3 separate regions of the Zea mays genome follow, and all the other regions are linked to region 2. Evidence: chromatin contacts called from public Hi-C data. All regions are on one chromosome and are shown on one strand. The core of a region is the stretch at or near the end of the contact, and the rest is flanking DNA. Distances in the headings are between cores, read along the strand shown. Region 1 has its middle 290 kb from the start of LOC100274114. Region 2 has its middle 690 kb from the start of LOC100274114. Region 3 has its middle 220 kb from the start of LOC100274114.

Evidence for each region. A called contact is a pair of places that touch in the nucleus more often than the background predicts.
Region 1: a Hi-C map of bundle sheath shows a contact between it and region 2, with 3 times the contacts expected there. The contact joins two enhancer-like sites. A contact is called at or near these places in 3 of 25 Hi-C or Micro-C datasets (bundle sheath, endosperm and leaf mesophyll).
Region 3: a Hi-C map of tassel shows a contact between it and region 2, with 2.3 times the contacts expected there. The contact joins two enhancer-like sites. A contact is called at or near these places in 5 of 25 Hi-C or Micro-C datasets (bundle sheath, ear, leaf and 1 more).

Annotation. Positions count from the first base shown.
Region 1 is chr1:138,963,423-138,966,517 of Zm-B73-REFERENCE-NAM-5.0, forward strand. No RefSeq gene overlaps it. Among protein-coding and RNA genes, the nearest start is that of LOC100274114, 290 kb to the right of the region's middle. Within about 2 kb of position 1,714, at least 19 of the 20 cell types and tissues checked have an H3K27ac peak or open chromatin away from gene starts, as enhancers often do. A contact at or near this core is called in bundle sheath, endosperm and leaf mesophyll, where this site is marked.
Region 2 is chr1:138,570,509-138,573,633 of Zm-B73-REFERENCE-NAM-5.0, forward strand. No RefSeq gene overlaps it. Among protein-coding and RNA genes, the nearest start is that of LOC100274114, 690 kb to the right of the region's middle. Within about 2 kb of position 1,738, at least 20 of the 20 cell types and tissues checked have an H3K27ac peak or open chromatin away from gene starts, as enhancers often do. A contact at or near this core is called in bundle sheath, ear, endosperm and 3 more, where this site is marked.
Region 3 is chr1:139,036,204-139,039,153 of Zm-B73-REFERENCE-NAM-5.0, forward strand. No RefSeq gene overlaps it. Among protein-coding and RNA genes, the nearest start is that of LOC100274114, 220 kb to the right of the region's middle. Within about 2 kb of position 1,693, at least 16 of the 20 cell types and tissues checked have an H3K27ac peak or open chromatin away from gene starts, as enhancers often do. A contact at or near this core is called in bundle sheath, ear, leaf and 1 more, where this site is marked.

The DNA.
Region 1 (3,095 bases), core at 464-2,963, 390 kb after region 2:
ATCAACAATAGGGGTTAAAGCTGAGCATTGCTTTTAACAAGTTGGTCAAATTTTATTAGCAGTTACTAAATGTAAGTGAATACCAAACCATAATAAGAATAATAGAAAAAATTAATAAATAATCCCATGCAATGCAAATGACAAATTGAATTTAGTTTCATAATTTAATCATGCGAGAGTCCTGAGGTGCTCTTGACCGTGAGCCCGGCTAGTATACTAGTTTTACACTCTGCAGAGGTTGTACCCTGTACCCACAAGTCATGTTACCCATCTACCAAGGGGTCATGAATCACATACACCTCTACCAAGGAAGCGAGGCAGGGTAACACTATGAGGCCTTTACAAAGTTCCACTAGCTTCCGAAAACCCGCTACAGTTTCTAGGAAGAGTACTTGCAAGAATCCCTCGTCTGACCGCCATCGCAACAAAATCAACCTGAGAACCTCCCTGCATGCAACTCCCCTACTGCCCTTGCCCCTTTTGGGTAAGGTAGTCTTCCACTAGCTTTTCTAATTAGTCAGCCAAGGGCGTCCCATTCCACCCTTGTGGTGGCACGTGTTTCTTAAGTTAAGCTCCATGTTCCCATTAAAGATAATGATCTTGACATGAACATAAATAAAATAATAGAATAATTGGAACATGGATATAATGAAATATTAACCCAAAACCATATAAAGCAATAGCATAACTACCCAAATGATTCAGGGGTAAACAAGGTAAAAGATAATCAGACTAGGGTGACCTATTGGGTCCCATCAAAATTAAACCTATGCATTGAATAGTGATAATAAAGATTATTATTGGGTAATAGAAGTGGTCAAGGGCACAACTTGCCTTCAATGAGCTCCTGCTCAGCAACTTCTATCTGTTGAACACCGGAATCCCCAGTTACTGGCTCTTCTATTCGCCACAATACAAACAAGCATAGTATATAGAGAAAATTAACATCACACCAAACATGTAAACAAAATACATAATAATAATCTACACATTAAAATAAGATCATAGGAACAAGAATCATTAATTTTGGAGTTATTGATTTGAAGATTCTATGTGTTTTGTACAAGATTAAATAGGATATAAATTTTAATGTGACTTTCATGTCAAAACAGTGGCACTAATTGATAAACAATAATATTAGAAATTGGAATGAATTAATTTGGACTTAATATGATTTTTTTATGAATTACACAAGTTATAGGAATTCTTTTTACATTAAAAATCAATTTCCACATTTATTTATTTAATTTGTCGGGTCTCTCGTTCGCGCGCATAAAAACAGAATAGTACAGGGGCCCCTGCGCAAATTGTACCGAGACTCAGAAGTATCCCGCGGGGACGGTGGGTTTATTTCCCCAAAACCCAGGGCCTCTTTAGAAAATGTTTCACATCGAAGGGGTGCAAGAATCCCAATACACAGAGCACAGTTAAATTGGACTGCGGGTTAGTTCCTAAATTCCAGGAGGGCTCTTTAACAAAATAGCCGGGGCAAAAGGGTATCGTGGGATGTCGGTCGTTGGATTAGATACAGGCGGTACGTATTAGATCCAGAACGCGACGATCGGTTGATCCATGTGGGCCACAGATTCCGTGATGAACGATCCTGATTTAAAACGACCTAATCTATTCTTCCGAACCAGATCGGAATCGGACGGCTCTCGGTGTTTCCAACTGAGACAAGCCAACCGCCACCGATTTTGGCAGTCAACCCGATCCAACGGCCAGATCTCTTCCCCCCTTACCCTCTCACCACGCCAGCCAGCAGCCGGAGCCGTCACCAGCCATGGCGGCGCCACCGTTGACATCGCCTGACTCTGAAGATCGGTGCCCAAGTGCGACCCTAACATGGTGTACAGGCCACTACGAATCTATTTGTAGGCTCAATTTCACCTTTGGAACCCCATGTGTAGCGATCACCATGATGGCGCGGCCCCTAGGTACCTAAGTAATTTCGACGACAAATTCCCCGCTCCTAGGGTCTCCACATGGTCACACGCGAGCGCGATTCAATACAACGAGCGATTCGAACAGGCTGGGGGAAGTTCTTACTGCGCAGAGCGTGGTCGGTGATACTGGCGGCGAAGCTTGTGTCTATGGCCCCCAGCTTCCCCCCCCCCCCCCCCCCCCCCCCCCCCCCCCCCCCTGAGCTCCCACAGGTGATGCCGGCCAGGTTCTTTTGAGGTCTAGGCGACAGAAGATGGTCAGGTGCTTCGGATGATGAGGACAAGGCTTTAAAGCGTGGAGGCGCGAGGTGGTTCCACGGAATCTGAGTCCTCCGGCGAGCCTTTCGCGTGAAGTGGTTGCAGAGGTGGCCGATCCGAGCACGGAGATGCGGAGGGTGGGAACGATGACAAGCGGGGCCCCCTTTGGTCAGCCACAGGGCGCGCGATTGGGTGGACGACCGACGTGTGGGAACGTGGCTGATGACGCGTGGGCCCAGGGCATCGGCGAGAGTGAGGAAACAGACGCGGTAGTTGCGCCTGAGGCTGACATGCGGGTCCCGCATGTCGGTGGCCATCTCCAGCTAGCTCGCGCGGGCAGTATAAGGTCTGTGCTTGTTGGGCCGGCGCGACAGATTAGGCCCAGGTGTGGTTTCCTAACTTCCTTTCTTTTTCTTTTATAATTTCTGCTTTACTTTCTAAGTATTCAAACTAAATTCAAATCCCTATTTTGAATTTCAGATTCCAAATGTCAAAATTAATACTACTAGGAATATAAACCTTACTGTTTATGATAATATTTTTTTATTCTTTTCCTTATTATTTATTCATGGAGGAATAAATAGTTCCATTGAATCCCCCTTTCCTATTTTCTATTTTATTTTCATTTATACTTTGAGGTCCCAAGTTTAAATTATGATTCTTTATTAAAATATTTCACCACATATTCATAAGTATAAAATGCCTATAGTGCATCATTCAATTAAATGAATAGTCATTTAGTTGAATTGAAAACATTTCTATTACTTCTTTTCAAAAATAGTTCTTGGTTTTCAAAATTCAGTCCTCAAATTTCAACACTCAAGTATAATTTGAGATATCTGAATTTGCTATTTTATTTTCTTCATATATTTATTTTATTTTTTTCTTATACAA
Region 2 (3,125 bases), core at 488-2,987:
CTTAGGAACAAAAACAAAACTATTTTTGTAAGGTATCTATACGCTTGAGTGTTTGTTCTTATGATACTTGTCTGATTTGGATCTTTGATTGAGTGTGATGGGTTGTGGAGTAATGTCCACAATTACATCTGCATATACATATAGATAAAAATGCTTATAAAAATAACTAGATAAACTAGATTATCCCTCATTAAAGTATCTAGCCTAACAGTAGCTATCTCATCTTAAAAGGTTATATCCTACACTCATAGATCCATCTTATCTTAAAAAGATACTCATCTTATCTTGAAAAGATCTTACGTCGCCTTAGTAGATCTAACTGACCTCAAAGGATTCTACCCTATCCTTATGGATTCATCTTGCCCTAGTAAGCATAATTATTCCACACTAGTGTAACGACCATGATCTAATCCAAAGTAATTAGATACTATCTACTCATATCCGATCTAATCTAGATCCTATCTAATCTAATACGATCTAATCTAATGTGGTCTACTTAAACAAATTAATAATACTGATAGAAGAGATTAGACCCTACTAACCAGGTATTAACCTAACTTCGCATATTAGACCAACTCAACCATGAGCATAAGAGCTAACCCAACCAATAGAGTCATTATGGATTGCATAATCTTTCTATCCCCACCTAACTTCAAACAAACTTTTAACCTATATCATGTAGTCTATCTCACCCATATCTATTTTAACGAGCCCGATAATATACACTAACTCCTAATCAATGAGACAAGACCGGAGAAGATGATCAACCTCATCAAGGAAGGATAAGCATCAACTCAAGCCTTCAAAGATCAAGCTAAATCATCAAATGAATCAAGATCCACAAATCTTGGATGGAGTCTTTCCTTACCCTACACTTTCTTACCCAAACCTATCTATGCTTTAAAGACATCTTCTATCCTACATAATAAAGTAGACATACATATATACACCCATGCTTTCCTAATCAACCACTATTGACTATAAAATACTCTGGATATTTGAAACAAGTATAGACTAAAAGTTGAAATTACAAGCCAATCCTTTTGTATTCCTTTCCTTACAAATCTCGAGGACGAGATTTCTGTTAGGGGGGTAGGATTTGTAAAGCCCTAAAATTTGTATAAGGTAAAAAAATAATAATAAAATCAATAAATACATGGTTTTACATAAAAGCGTTTTGGGAATTATGTGTTTTCCCTTTTTTTGTGCATACTCACTTAAGAGAAATAAAGCAGTCAAATAACAAATAAATAAATATAGAAAAGGCATATCATGCTAAGGTTTTCTTGTATGTTGCATTTGTATTCAAATGTATGAGACAAGTTTAAGTTTGAAAAGAAGAATTTGTAACACCCAAAATCCTATTTTGGGATTTATAAAAGTCTCTCCAAAAGGGTTTAAATTAAAATTCCCTTTAATCCCAGGTTTCTTATCTTTAAAGTCTTGCATTCATGCTGGAGATTTTTGATTGGTGCACTTGCTTTGGATTTGAAACCTTAAACTTAGATTTGAATTCGAAATATATAAACTAAAATAAAGAAAAAAAATAATCACCTGTTGATGCCCACACCGCGTGGCCCAGTCTCAAATTTTCCCCACGCAAGCCCACATATATGTGCACTACGTGTGTTATTTTTCCTATTCTTTAATCCCCTAGCCGAAGATGACATCATGATGACATCTTGGATGACTTCATCCCATCAGACACTTACACGTGGGACTGACTCAACAGATTCTTCTCCCTGCTTGAGTCCGTTTGCAAACCACCACCGGGGATCACGGAATCTTGATCCGGCCGGGTATTAGTTTACCTCTCCTCGCCTCTATAAAACCCACCGTCCGCCTGGAGTTCATCGTGGCCGCTTCTCTCCTTGCCCAGCTGCCTCTGCGTGCCGAGTTGTTTTGGTGCTCTACGGTGAGGACTGCCTCAAGGATCCGGCCGCCGACCCGCTGCTTTCCCCGTCCTCCTATGCCCCTCCCCGTGGCCGGATTCCTAGTGATTGGACAAACTCTAAAACTCAAGCAAGAAATCTCGTGTGCATCCCTGTTTCCTTCACGTAGCTAGTAGTATTTGGTTAGGCTATGGGAGCACTTGAAGCACCGAGCTTGTGCTCTGGTAATGGCGGCTGTGGGGGGTCTCCCTCGCCAACGTGTTAGACAGACTAGGGGTTGAAGAAGAGTGCGAACCGTTGGATCCACACGGACGGTTCAGATTAAAACACAGATATCTTTTCGCTTCAGTAAACCATGACCGTAGATCAGTGGATGTGCGGGTAGGGTTTGGCGATGAGATTTTAAAATCACAACCATTGATCCTCGATCTGGCGGTCACCGCTCCTCACCAGTTCGATGTAGTTTCGATTTAATCTAGACCGTGCGTAGTTGATCGGGTGGCCGGGATTTAACCATACCCCCTTCGTCGTGCATATCTTTCAAAAGAGACCCTGTGTTTGGTTTAATCAACCCGACGTCCTTGCGGATGCTGTTGAGTCTTGGGAACACTTGCGCAGGGGCCCCTGTACTCTACAGAATTTGATGCGCGGTCCAGAGTGTAATAAAAATAAAGAAATAGTCCAGGAAATTGATTTTTAATACAAAAATAAATTCAAAAACTTGTATAAATCATATTAAATCTATTTTAGCTTCAATTTGAGTCATTCCAGTTGCAATAATTTTGTATTATTATTATCTATCATTTAGTACCACTGTTTTGACAGGAATATCAAAATAAAATTTATATCCTATTTAATCTTGTACAAAACACATAAAACCTTCAAAAATTCATAACTTAAAATCTATAACTGTAAAATTAATGATTCATTTTCCTGTGATTTTATTTTAATATGTAAATTATTAATACATAGTTTATTCTTATGTTTGGTGTGATGTTAATTTTGCCTATACATGTTTGTCTATATTGCTACGTTTAGCAGTGAGAACACGTGTCACCTAAAGATCATCCTGGTACCTGGAATCTCAAGTCCCAGGCAAGTTGTGCACTTGATCACTTCTTTTTACCCAGTCATGTTCTGATTAATCATAATGATCTGCATAGGTTAATTTTGATGGGACCCAACAAGTTACCCTAGATTGATTATCTTTACACCTTGACTCCACTAAACTTT
Region 3 (2,950 bases), core at 443-2,942, 470 kb after region 2:
AGTAATCTGTCGAGGACTAAGCAGTCTTTTCCCCTTTTAGGTCGGTTTCATTCTCCATCACCGTCTTTGCGCTAAGTCGAAGCTTCTCCATCCATAGCTTCGGAACTGATTCATCCTTCTTCCAGACCGTGCCTTTCATACCATGCGCACCTTCATCTCAAAGCCGAAGGTTCCTGTAACAGTATATTATACTTGGAAAGCATGTTAGTCGTGTTTTTGAGGACCTTCGGGAGACGAAGGCCCCCAACACTTAGATGAATAGAACATTTTAGGGAACCTTGTAGCATGATCCCACCATCATCCTAGCGAAATTAGTCTTGTAGGTAGAAGACATCCTGCCTCAAGGTAAGCATTACTGCAAGGACAACCCCTATCCACAAGATCTAAGCCGGACTAAGCAAATTTGGTAAATAATACTTAATACTTCAAAAGAAGTATCTATAAATGGAATGAATATCAAGGTAGTCAATGCATCAAGTAGTTTCTAGGCAACTCCTATAAACTTCATGCACATTTCACTAGACTTAAAGTGTATAAAAATCTTTTAAAACGCAAGGAAGGGCAAATGCACCGGGGCTTGCCTTTGTTGCAGAGAAGAGGCTCAAGACCTTTCTACCCAATAACCAGTTAGATGCCTCCATCCACTTGATGAACATGCACTGGAGCAAACTCCTCTTCAACTACCACTTCATCTTGAATCTTCACTCCTTCTGTTGGGAGCTCTACATGAAATTACATGATCATGGATGCTTATGTTTATGCAGTTTCCAACGAAAATATTAAAAAACATTATCAGACTACACCTTTCTAAAGGTGCACAACAAAACTAACAACTACAAGAGAGCTAAACCTTCCAACACCATAACCAAGATCCCAAACCACCCTAGGGAGTTTTGCCTCTACAACCAAGCACTCCATTAATGACTTAAGCAGGGATTCACCACACTATTATTGAACCCTACAAGCTATCTCTACAACCTTGACCACCACATGAGTTAATCATCCTTAGACCTCATCCAAAAACCTAAAACTCACTAAGTAACTTCACCCAAAGACTGGGGTTCACTTGATATCCTTGTCTCTTCTCCAAAGTACTTAATCCATTAATTATTTAAGGATTTACTTATCTATTTTGGACCTTGCAAGGGTTTCTGATCAAAAGGCTTACAAACAGCCTCCAACTTTTACCAAGTACTCATATTGTGCTAACAAGACTCTCCAAAAAATTTCACAATTTTTTGGTGCTCACTTTGAACCACAAAAATTCCAATAAGCCTTTTAAGATCATCTTTAAATCTCTTAAAATTTGATAACTAAACCTAAAATCATAAACTATTTCCACCAGATAGCTTATTATTTTAGGCACCTCACAAACTTCGTCCCACTAAGGGCTTGTTCGGTTAGCTCTTAATCCATGTGGACTAAGTGGGATTGGGTGGGTTTAAATCCCAAGCAAGTCAAATTTCTTCATGATTTTTTCCAATCCCGTCCAATCCATAGGTAACGGGATTAACCGAACAAGGCCTAATTGTGTACTTTTCTACAACTTTTGGCACTAATTCTAAGCTTTCAGAAAAAGGAAAAAGTAAAACAATAAAATGTGTCGGGCTGAAACTGCTGGCACGGCCCAAGTACCAGACACAGCTGGCCCGCGACCAGGAGCCCATGCCGGCGGTTTTGCAAAAAGCACCCCGCCGCAGGACAAAACAAACACGGGGCCGATCCAGTATTGATCTGTGTGACTGACAACGATGCTTGGGTCCCTCGGCTTCAGCTCAATTACAACGTCTCGGCCCCGACTCCCACCGCCTCACTCCGGCGAGCAGCTCAATGACCGAGGCGGCGCTGACTTCTGGCACATCATAACCAACACTGGAACACGTCCATGACTAAAGTGAACAAGCTCCAAGGCTTCAATGCCCGAGCCGAGCACCAGACTCCACCGGCCATGACCCGGCGGCACACCTGGCTAGCCGAGCCCAATGGGGTACCCCCATGGTAGCGTTTCAACCCAGGGCTTGGAGAGCATTACTACCATACCTAGATCCTGGTGCTTGCGCAAAGCTGCTCGGAGAAGACACAGGTTGCTTAGTCTGCGGTGAATCTGCCCACGGCTCCGATCTGCGGCGGCGCGACCAGGCCAACAGTCAGCGTTAGAGTTGAAGCAACGAGCTTTGTGAGCTTCACTGATCGATGGAGATCACAAAACATGCCTTACATGGGTGAGCAACTCACCAAACTGACCTGACCACGGCGAGGTGGACAACCGGCCAGCTTGGTCACCACAGACAAGGGGAATGGCGCGCACAGCAGCACCCCGAACAAAAGAATCACCACACGCTTGCTGCGCACTATGGTCAGAACTCAAGGCAGGGGAGAAGGCTTCACTGATTTCAGCCCTAAGGCAGTTGAAATATAGGCAGACACTCCCTGAACTTGCACACAACATAGTGGTGGAAGACTCCTAGGGTGCCAACACATCATGAGCTATACATGTAGTGTTGCTCCTTTGACCCACGCCAACACTCCAACACAACCAAAGCACTGGATCTGGGCTAGTTCACAACCACAGCCGACAAATATCCCTTGTTCAGTTATACAAATAAGAAGAAGGCAGATAAGGACTCACTGACCACACAGACCAGTCCAAAACCTGATATTTTCAGTAGCAGGACTGGACCTCAAGACCCTTTATTGTCCGTTTCAGACTTATCTCAGTTTATGCACAAGAGGACAGGTGGGCAGGGGGGGGGGGGGTGTTGGCTATAATCAACCAGCAACAGGTAGAGACTAGGAATACACTCACTGCATGCTTGACATGGAGGCAAACAAATAGACAGCATCTCATGGAATGGAGTTCACAAGGGAATACTTTACTGCAGCTGTGCGTGGAGGTAACTCTCGGGACTCAATAGCACAACGTGGAGGAGGGCTGGAGGACCAGCGGCTG